2 separate regions of the Delphinus delphis genome follow, and region 2 is linked to region 1. Evidence: chromatin contacts called from public Hi-C data. All regions are on one chromosome and are shown on one strand. The core of a region is the stretch at or near the end of the contact, and the rest is flanking DNA. Distances in the headings are between cores, read along the strand shown.

Region 1 (5,470 bases), core at 1,198-3,697:
TTGCGGAGCATGGCCTCTAGGCACATGGGCTCAGTAGTTGTGGCTCGCAGGCTCTAGAGTGCAGGCTCAGTAGTTGTGGCGCATGGGTTTAGTTGCTCCGTGGCATGTGGGATCTTCCTGGACCAGGGCTTGAACCCGTGTCTCCTGCATTGGCAGGCGGATTCTTAACCACTGAGCCACCAGGGAAGTCCCCTATTTCCTTTTTACATCATTTAACATAAATACTACATCAAGTACAGTCAACAGCCAATGTTTGACTCCTATTACCAAGGTGATTTTTAAAATAATCATTAGCATCTGTGAAAAACCTTCACAGGGTGTTAATATGGTAAACACTGTTGGCAAACTCCTTCTCCAGTCATATCCAGAAGTGGGAAAAAAAATCCAAGGAAATACATTTTTCCTCTATCCCCCATCCCGTCTTCAGCATAGAGAGACTTAGTATATATTCCATTCATGTGGTCTACATCTAATTCCTTGTGGGCAAAGGCCATTCTCCCAGGCCACTCCACGGCATGCTAAGCAACTGTTGGAATTAGATGGAATGGTCTTCCTTGCCTGTACCAGTCCTTTGGTTCATTAGATGAGGAAAGGTTTAAATATGCACAATTTCTGCATGACTAATCAATCTTTCAGGGTCTAATAAGGACTGTCCAGACCCTGATTTTCTTGCCCACCTGACTGTCTGCTTTTCCCCATTGAGACAGGGAGCTGAGGTGACACAATTTGAAACTGACTCCAAGCCAGAGCTCACCTCAGAGATCCAGGCTTCCCTGCTAGAGGGGCCATTTCACTACTTTTCAGCCATGGGACTTTTGCCTTCCTTCTGCCAATGACCCTCATCAGAACCTGCTCATGAGAGGTGGGCTACCTATGACGCAGGTCCTTATGGGGGCCAGGCAGCCACTAAAATAACACCTGTGGAGGTCCATACTCCCTCGTATATGATAGTCTGAATAGTTACCCATACTGAGAGACTAAAACCTTTAGGATTTCTGGGATCTGAGGCAGACAATGGTCAGTGGTGTCAGGGCACCAGGCTTGACCCCTCGCCTGCCATGCACATCTTCATTTTACTAACATGGGTTGGGTGTCTACCCGTGGCAGGTGCAGTTCTAGGCACACAGAGACCGCTCCCACGCCCAGTCTACAGTCGAGGGCTTGCTAACATTCTAGGCCTCAGTCTGGAAAGCAACACCCAGCTCCGCTCTTTGACTCTTGATACCCCCAGCTCCCTATGTATGTGTGCTGCAGCCAAGGTAAGGGCTTAAACCCCGGCTGAAGAGCTGATCCGCCGACAAAACGAGCAGCAGCGACCGGAACGGCCAGGAAGGACAGAGCCCCCAAAGCCTTCCTTCGGGGCCACTCAGCCACGACTGACCCAGCGAGCTCAGGCTGCCCCCAGGCCCGCCACTACGGGGGTCTCTAAGCCAGGCCCAGGGGCTGCCGAAGTGGAGGGTGCGAGGGCGTGCAGAGTGCGACGGCCGGGGCTGGCTCTGCGGTGTTCCAGTCCGCGAAGACGGTCCTGGTCCGTCCGGCAGGCCCCAGGGACAGCGGCAGGGGGAGTCACCGCTGGGGATGCCATCCCGCCGGGCAGCCCGACCGTCCAGCGCCTGTGCCTCCCTTTCGCCCCCGGGCTCTGCGCAAGTGCCCGGGCGCCTTGAGTCGGGAAGGGAGCCTAGGCGTCTGGTAAGTCTCCGCTGCCGGTGGTGTGAAGGGCAGGGGTGAGGAGGGATGTGTCGCGAACCTTCCGGGGTTGCGGGCGGAACTGGAGTTTTGTTTCGGAGATAACCACCAGACCGCAATCAGAGCCTTTTCAGGGAGCCCGCAGCTCCCAGTTCCGGGCCCTGGCCTCCACTGGCGGCTGGGTGATCCGGCCCGGGACCCACCCTCTTTGGGTCTCAGTTTCCTCCGACTGCTGGGCCTCGTTTAGAGCCAAGTTCCGCGCCATCTGAGGGCGCCAGGGGTGGGCGGTGTCGACCCAGTCTTGGCCCGCGCAGTGCTTGGGCTTCTTGCACCACAGCGCGCCGACATGCGGCGGCTCCGGGCCGCCCCAGACCCACATGGGCCCTCCGGGGCCGCCACTTCCCTTCCGAGGCGTCGGGGTCCCGCCGCAGCCGCCCCCACAGCGCCAGCCCAGAGCCCCGGTTCCTCACCTCAGCCAACTTCCCAGCCATGGGCGCGTCTCTCTGCCAGCCCTCGGCTGCCGGCGATTGGACGGCGGCGGCGGGGCGGAGCCGGGAGCTCGGCACCGCCCACGGCCGCCCCAGGCCCGGGCGCCATCCTGATTGGCTGTGGGATCCGCCAGGCACGCGTTGAAGAGCGCCCCGCCCATCGGGGCGGGCCCCTACCTGACCCCGCCCCTCATGCCCCCGGCCCCGCCTCCCTTCGGAGCCCAGTTGCTTCAGCCCTGCTGTCCGTCTCATTCGCTGAGCAGGTCCGTGAATTGTAAGCGCGCTCCAGGCAGCTGTTGAGCCGGGGCGGCCGCCAGGTTTCTGCTCCCTCCGAGGTGCCTGCCGCAGCCAATGTGCCCCGGTGGGCTAGGGCGAGAGCTGTCGCCGGTTCGGTGCAACTTGGGATTCAGGACCCGCAGCAGGGGCGTCGGTTTGCCATCTGGACTCGTCGACGAGGGTGAGTCGCCGCGCGCAAGGGGAGCGGCTCCTCTCGCGCTGTTCGGCAAATGGGGGACTGGACGCGTCCTGGCGCGCATCGATCTGTCCGTCCGAGCGTGTCGGCTATGGGGAGGTCAGGGCTGACGGGATTCACTCCTTGCCAGCACCCCCACTCCCGAACTTCTTGTTTCAAAGCGTCCCAACTCAGCCCGGGACGCGGCTCTGCGTTCGCAAGAACTTGGCATGTTGTAATTGCCATCATTAGGTGGGGTCCGGGGACGCGTCCCCTGGCCCTCTAGAGCGGCGACACGCGCGCTAGGGGCGGCCTTCGAGTCCAGTGGCGTGCAGACAGCAATTCCTAGATGGTTGAAGACGGGTTCCTGAAAAATTAACACGCGCCGGCGTCGGTGAGACGAGATAGTCCTGTGTATGTCTGATGCGTAGCCCGAGCCAGAGATCATCGGGCTCCGGGTGCATCTTTAGGGGTCAGAGAACTTTAGGACCAGTCGGGTTCCGTAGCAGGGGCTTCAGAGCTTTGCAATTATTGAAAGGAATTGACAGCGCGGATATTAAACTTTGTAATTACTTTTTATTAGCACTTGAATCCGCATCCCTCATGAGGTGCTCAGACCTCCATATCCACCTGCAAGGTGTGTCCAAAGGACTTCGTTAGGACCGGGGGTAACTGGTGACTGTCCCAGTGCAGGGAGGCCTCAGGGAATCCAAGAAGAGGCCGTGAAAACGACCACCAGGCTGGTCGGTTGGTGTTTGTTTGAGCACCTGTGTGTTTAAGTGATGAAGTTGTGACAGGAACTGACAGCAGAGGATACAAGGTTAAACCTGACACTTTATGTTTGTGACTCAGTCTGGGATAAATTTTTTTCTCTCTCTCTCATTGGTAAGGAGTAAAAGGAGCTGTTTTTTTTAGGGCAGTTACATACATGTAGTTTATATTATGTGTGGACTAAATAGAATTGAATGCAATATTTTCTTGTAATTCTTATTTGATGTGAATGAGAGCTTATTGAAAGTACTAGGTAGAGACTTGGCAACAGAATTGGGGAATATTTTGATCTTTGAGGATGTATAAAAACATTGAGATATATAGCTATGCATGCATATGTAGATGTGCCTACATATGTGTGTACTTATATGTGTGTGTATAAAATTGATAAGCGAATGAAATAGAGATATGGAGGGGGAAACAGCCTTGAACTTCCTCTGGGTAAGGAGATGGACCCTCTGATCTGTGGGGTGTATGATGAGTGTGTGTATAAGCATGTTTGGATCTTCCTAGTCTGTCTGGGTCAGTGTATGTCCGTGAACTTTACGAGCATTCAGTTCAATACCACTCCAAGCAGATTCCCAGTTCCTGTTTTATAGCCCAGCAGCCGCCAGCCGGCCCATCTGTTAAAACATAACATGTACACTTCAGTGGGAGCACTAGGGTGGAACGTGGGTAGGGGGCAACCCTTAGTAGAAACAACATGCTATAAACAAAGCCTGCCTCTCAAGTCCATTTTCATTCAGAATTCAGTCTGAACGTGTGATTTTTGGTGAGGGAGAAAACGAGTGTTTGATTCTTCAGAAATGGCAAACTGTATTTTATGAAGTAATTAATAGGCATGGTTTGGGAAGGAGGAGTATATAAGAGAAAAAAAAAATCCCTCTGGAAAAGAAATGTGGTGCTTGTCACATAACCATGCAACACTGGTTTACTGCTTTGCAGTAGCATTGTATATCAGAAACTGTTTCCTTTTGCTTCTTAAGAGAATGCATTAAAACTGAATTGTTTTGCACCAAAAAAAAAAAATCTTAACAGTAGTAAATAGAGCTTTATTTCAGAGGCTATTTAATCTACTAGCTCTAGACTGCCTTGGTAATTCTAATGAAATGTATTTTTAGGAATTTATAACTTGAATATAAATTCATATTCAGCCTAATCACTAGTTGCAATGGTTCACAATTTATAGTTTAAAAAATAATAAGAATAAAAACCTTTATCACAAAACTTCTGATGACTAAAAGGGTATGGGAGGAGTATAACAGCTTATTAATTTCCTGCAGCAAACTGACTGATACTTAAAAAACTATAAATTCCTTTAACAGCATAATTACTTTTGGTGACAAAATAAAGGCAATATTTTTGAGAAGCACAGTTGATATTTTACCCAAGAATTTTATGCTCATAATTATATTTTAATAACTGTGTTTATTATATGTGGGTAGAAAATACTGGAATGGTTCTTAAGAGCTCATCACAAGTGTTGTTTTCATTTTTGTGGTACTTAAACATTGGGGGAAAATATTCTAATCCCTAATCTGTGTCTTTGCATTTCTGATGGACTATGTAGACACAATAATTCTCCTACCTTGATATGGATCACCTGAGTCAACTGGGTTGCTCCTTAAAAATTCAGTTCATGGGCTGGACTCTGGTCTCCAAGATGAGATTCAGAAATCTGGGGTGGAACTTAGGAATCTGCATCTTTAACATGCACCCACAAGTGATTCTGATGTCAGGGATCCTCTCACCATATTTTGAGAAACGCTGGAATGGCATTTATGATATAAAAGAACAATTACAGTCTGTGAGTTGATTCAACAAAGAATTGTTCCAGAATTTCCAGGTGGCATTTACCAGCCATATGAAATTTATAGCTAATGTTTTAACTCTCTGTCCTCAACAATGGTACCTTTTGTTCTGTGTTCTGAAGTGTTTTTGGACTCCTTAGCAATCCCCTAACCAGGTTAGCCCCAATTCTAAGGAGGTCTGTCTTGGGAAGCAAGGTAGTTTGAGACCTCACCCCAGCCTGTTCCATTCCCTAGTCCAGGTCCAGTGAGTTCCTGGGGTGCTC
Region 2 (4,850 bases), core at 2,040-4,539, 240 kb after region 1:
ATGTTCTCCAATAAAATGAAGGAAGAAACCAAGGAACTGAAAATATATGATACAGGAGGAAACCGGGTCTAAATCAGGTAAATTCCTAGGATGTCAACTGCACATCATGTCTTAAGAGCAGAGAGCTTAAGGGAAGAAAGTAGCCTCATATAATAGATATTATGATTAGATATCTTTTAAAAGTTTGAAGATATGCTAAAGGCAAAATTTTCTTTAATCAGCAAGAAAAATGGAAGGCTATTTAGGAACAAAATTGTACAAAGAAAGTCAGGATTGAAATATGAAAGTAAAATGTGGTATGTTTTGAGGAATTGATGGCACATCAGAAAATAAAATACATCTAATCCTAATAGATATATATGTTCAGGCTCTCTCTATATAGTTATATATAGATATTTATCTATCTATAAAATCCCAGTACACTACCTGACATCTCAAAGAAAATTGTTTTCAATTGTCAAGCCCTCAGACAGGCCTTCCTTAACTATACCATCCCTTCACCCTGCTCTATTTTTATTCCCCTAGTATTTGTTATCCTAACATTATATCACATTCACTGATTTCATTGATTCTAACACATATATTCTTCACTTTTTAATCTTGATGAAACCAGCATGCATTTTACAATCCATGCAGAGCATTTTACAACTACAGTCAGCCAGGTGGCAGTCTTGTTACTGTGTGAAAAACCTTCAGTGGATACCTTCTGAAAAGATTATAAAAGCACCAGCATCAAAATGTTTCAGATTAGCTGAAATACAATTTTTATTCGCTGGCTGGGTATCTCCCCTATCATCAACATAAGGGCAATAACTTATTTTTTTCAAATCTCTGTATCCTCTACATAAAACAGTGACTGGCAGGTAACATACTTAATCTGTGTCACACTTTAACATCTCTGAAAACAGGGTGGGTCCAACAGGACGGATCCTGCATAGTTGGCCCTTAAGTTTTTCTTCTTAGTGGTACATGTGATAATGGTGAATCATATAAGCAATGGCATCCAAGATATGAAGAAATTCAGTAATGAAAAGTTTGGAGGAAGATGGAGACAGTAGTGAGTGAACTGACCCATTTCAAAAGACGACTCCAAAGATTAGAAAATCCAGGAAACAGAAACATAAGCTTATTATTATTTTTATTTTGTGGAACTAAATACTCAAAGAAATAAAAACAAAAAAGGCTAAATGTGATTGCCTCCTGGAAGGAGGCAAGAGACATCGTTTTTCACTATAAGCCTGTCTATACAATTTTTTTTTTTTTTACCAAGTGCACATATTCTTTATGAACCGTTTTTCAAGTATTTAACAAGATGGGGAAGTTGAGATTCACATACTGAAAATCACAGAGACTGAGACAGGAACATTTACACGGAGACAGAGAGACATTCAGGGGAACACAAAGTCAAAGTCAGAATCAGGTATCTCCAGAGATTTCAACTGGCAAGAGGGGATGAAGACCACCGGAATTCTGGAGGCAAACCGAGCAATATTCTAAAGCGTGACATCAACACTAGCTGCCTACTGAGGATAACTATGCCATTTTGCTCATCAGAAAGGCAAGGTAGGATCGGCAAAGGCTTGCTCGTTTACCCGTGTGCCCTGAACTGAAAAATTCAGACCCTCTTATGTGAAAAAATTACAAGCTCTCCCTCGCCACAACTCTCCACGTTTACACAACACCCTTTCACCTGCCCTGGCCTGTCAACGTAAGGACAGATGCGGGGACTGAGCTGGGTCTCCCCTACACCCGAAAAAGCAAATGACTATGTCTGGGCGATACAAAAGCTAGGGGAGAGGACTGCTGCGGGAGGGCAGGCGGTTCGTCCATCCGAGAACGGTGGCCAAGACGTGAAAAAACCCAGCTTGCGGAGTCCGGTGCAGAGAAACACCCAAAGACCGCGGCCTGTCTCGGCATAAAGAAAGGACACCTTTCCCCAGAGAAAGCTAACCAGCTTGAACACCCAACTTGCCCAGAGCCGACAGTGGCGCGCAGTTCAGACTCCGCCCCTCCCTCTTCGCCCAAGGCAGGCGCAGAAAGATCGCAAAATGTCACAGGGCCAAGACTGAGCGCGCCAAAGCGGGACCCACCCCCGGGAGACCGGGACGCCGGAGGCAGGTCCCTCCCCTTCCTCTCTCCGCCCGCGCAGAGCTCATTCATTCTCCAGGCGGGCAGCAGGTCCTCCCCGGCCGGCCATTCCTGCACCGCAAACCCACCAGATGCTTTGTCTCGGGCCTGGCCGGAAACCGGGGCGCGCATTCGAGCGCGCGCCCAGACGCCACCTCCCCGCACCTGGCGCCCGCCAGATCTCCGCGCGTTTAAAGCCTTCTGGATCCCGGGGTCCGAGGCCCGAAGCCGGTCGCCTGTCGCTGGCGGCCCCAGGCGCGCACTTCGCCGAGTCCCACTGGGTATCCAGGATCGGGAAATGTGCATCCCGGTCCCACCATCACTACAGCTTGAGACCCCCGCGCGACCCCCGCCCCCGCTGAAAAACACTAGATTCTTTCTCCTTCTTAGAGACCGAGACCCTGCCCCTTCCGAAGGACGTGAGCACCCCGGCCCTCGCCCTCCCGCCCGAGCTGCGCCCCCGGCACTCACTTGAGGAGCAGCTGGTCGTGCTCGGCCTTGAACTTGCCCAGCTCGATCTGCAGCTTGGCGCGCTCGCGGGCCGTGTCGTCGAGCGCGCGTCGCGCGTCGGCCAGCTCGGTCTCGTAGAGTGCCTTGAGGCCGGTGAGCTCGCGGCCGCGCACCTCCTCACGCTCCGTCACCTGCAGCTGCAGCGCGCTGTTCTCCGTCTCCAGGCTGCGCACCTTGTCGATGTACACGGCCAGCCGGTCGTTGAGCTCGCGCAGCTCCTCCTTCTCTTGCAGCCGCGACAGCCGCGTGGGGCTCAGTGGCGTGGCGGGGCCGCCGGCGCGGCTGCCCGTCCGCTGCTGCACTGGGGTCGCTGTCGCCATGGCGATCGGCGAGGAGAGCTGAGCGCTGAGGCCGCGGGCAGCGCCGGAACACGGAGGGGGCGTCAGGCGGAGAAGCGTGAGGGAAGGCACGAACCGACGATCCGCGCTCGCGGAGAGGCAGACGTCGGGGGGAAGGACGAAGCACCTGGGATGGCGGGAGAGGGGTTACAAGCACAAAGGGCAAAGGGGGAGGACTACGAATCAATTAAACGTAAAACGTCCTTTGTAAGAAAACATGCACACACTCACACACGCGCGCACACACGCTCAGGAAATACAGGGTGAGGGTGGCCGGGAGAGCCGAGCAGAGTCCGCGCGCCGCCGCCGCCGCCGCCGCCGAGTCTCCCGCCCGCAGCACTTTGTTTCCTCTCAGGCGGCGCTGAGCCGCGGGCGGGGTGAGGAGGGCGGAGGGGCGGGCTGGCTGCGAGCCGCTGGGGGCGGAGGTGGCGCGGGCCGCGGCGCCGCGCTCCCCAAGATGGCCGGCGCGCTCCGGCGTATCCACGTGACCGTCGCTGGCCAATGGGGGGCCGGCAACTCGGGGGCCGGGCCTGTAAATTCAAAATCTGGCCATCAGGCAACCGTCGGCTCGGAGCGCCCGGCTGGGCGTGGCTGGGGGCGGAAGGACTGAGGGCTGTGGGGAGGGGTGCCGGGGACTGCTCGAGCGGCGGCTTTGGGCTCCGCGCCGGCCGTGCTTTCCCACCAGCGCGCGGGGACCGCTTATCGGGTCGGGTCGGCGGATGGCGGGAAGGGGCCCAGAGGCTTCCGGGGCGGGTCCGTGCCGCCGCCCACACCCGGCGGTTCAGGGAAATTCAAATGTAAACGTCTCTAACTGACACACGCACAACTCGTAGAGCCCGGGACGACCGCGGGCGTTGTAACCTTATACCCGCCCCGCGGTGAGGGTTCGGAAAACGGCCTGGAGGCCCGGCCGCTGTGGAGTTATGTAATGAGCGCTGGTGTCCGAGGTTCAAGACCAACTGCGTGCGGGTTCCAAGTGCAAACCTTTATTTTTCTCTCAGGTGGAAAACGGTGTAGCAAAACACCTCCTCCCATCAAATTGACGCACGCGTGTCTTGAAGCAGATGGATAAAGACCACAGAAAAGCCAGTGCTGATGGGCGGTCCCCGATCCTTGTATTTCTTAACAATTTAGGGCTTTATAAAATCAAAACCACCTCACAAGTGATATGATTAACATGTTACTAAGTAAATAGCACAAGCTCTTCATGGTCATGCTTCACTAAAATCCCATGTATCAAAATCGAAACTTGTGAAAACTTAAGTAGAAATGCTTTTTGCTTTGAAAAGGGATTCCCCTGAAATGTAATTGACCACAGTTCTAATAGAATGTCCATCAATCCCTTTGAAAACTTTTAAACTTTTAGACTTAACATTTATTGAAGTTTACTATGTGCCCTGCCCTGGGCTTTTCGTGGATTATCCATCCACACATTCTGGGAACCAGATTCCTTCCATTTGAAAATGTATCCACGTAATAGATGAATTTCCTTACAGCCGCCCGGCAGGCGACAAGACTGCCTTTGAACCCAGGCGGTTTCAATCGCCTCCAGAGCCTCGCCCTCAACTATAAACTGGAAGGCCAACTCAACCCTTTAGGGACGCATCGGTAGAGTAATTACAGGTTAGTTACCTTAATAATGGCAGAAATGAAGACTAGAATGTTTTCTTTCTTTCTTTCTTTCTTTTCCGGTACGCGGGCCTCTCACTGTTGCGGCCTCTCCCGTTGCGGAGCACAGGCTCCGGATGCGCAGGCTCAGTGGCCATGGCTCACGGGCCCTGCTGCTCCGCAGCATGTGGGATCTTCCCGGACCAGGGCACGAGCCCGCGTCCCCTGCATCGGCAGGCGGACTCTGAACCCCTGCGCCACCAGGGA

The links. A called contact is a pair of places that touch in the nucleus more often than the background predicts.
Region 2: a Hi-C map of muscle shows a contact between it and region 1, with 5 times the contacts expected there. The contact joins the promoter of LMNB1 here to the promoter of MARCHF3 in region 1. A contact is called at or near these places in 2 of 3 Hi-C or Micro-C datasets (lung and muscle).

What each region holds. Positions count from the first base shown.
Region 1 is chr3:68,484,390-68,489,859 of mDelDel1.2, forward strand. It overlaps MARCHF3 (membrane associated ring-CH-type finger 3), which reads left to right and starts at 2,448. Exons shown (of 5, transcript XM_060006963.1): 1 at 2,448-2,631.
Region 2 is chr3:68,720,844-68,725,693 of mDelDel1.2, forward strand. LMNB1 (lamin B1) reads right to left here and starts at 3,290. Exons shown (of 12, transcript XM_060008927.1): 1 at 3,207-3,290; 2 at 2,599-3,102. The coding sequence starts at 2,957.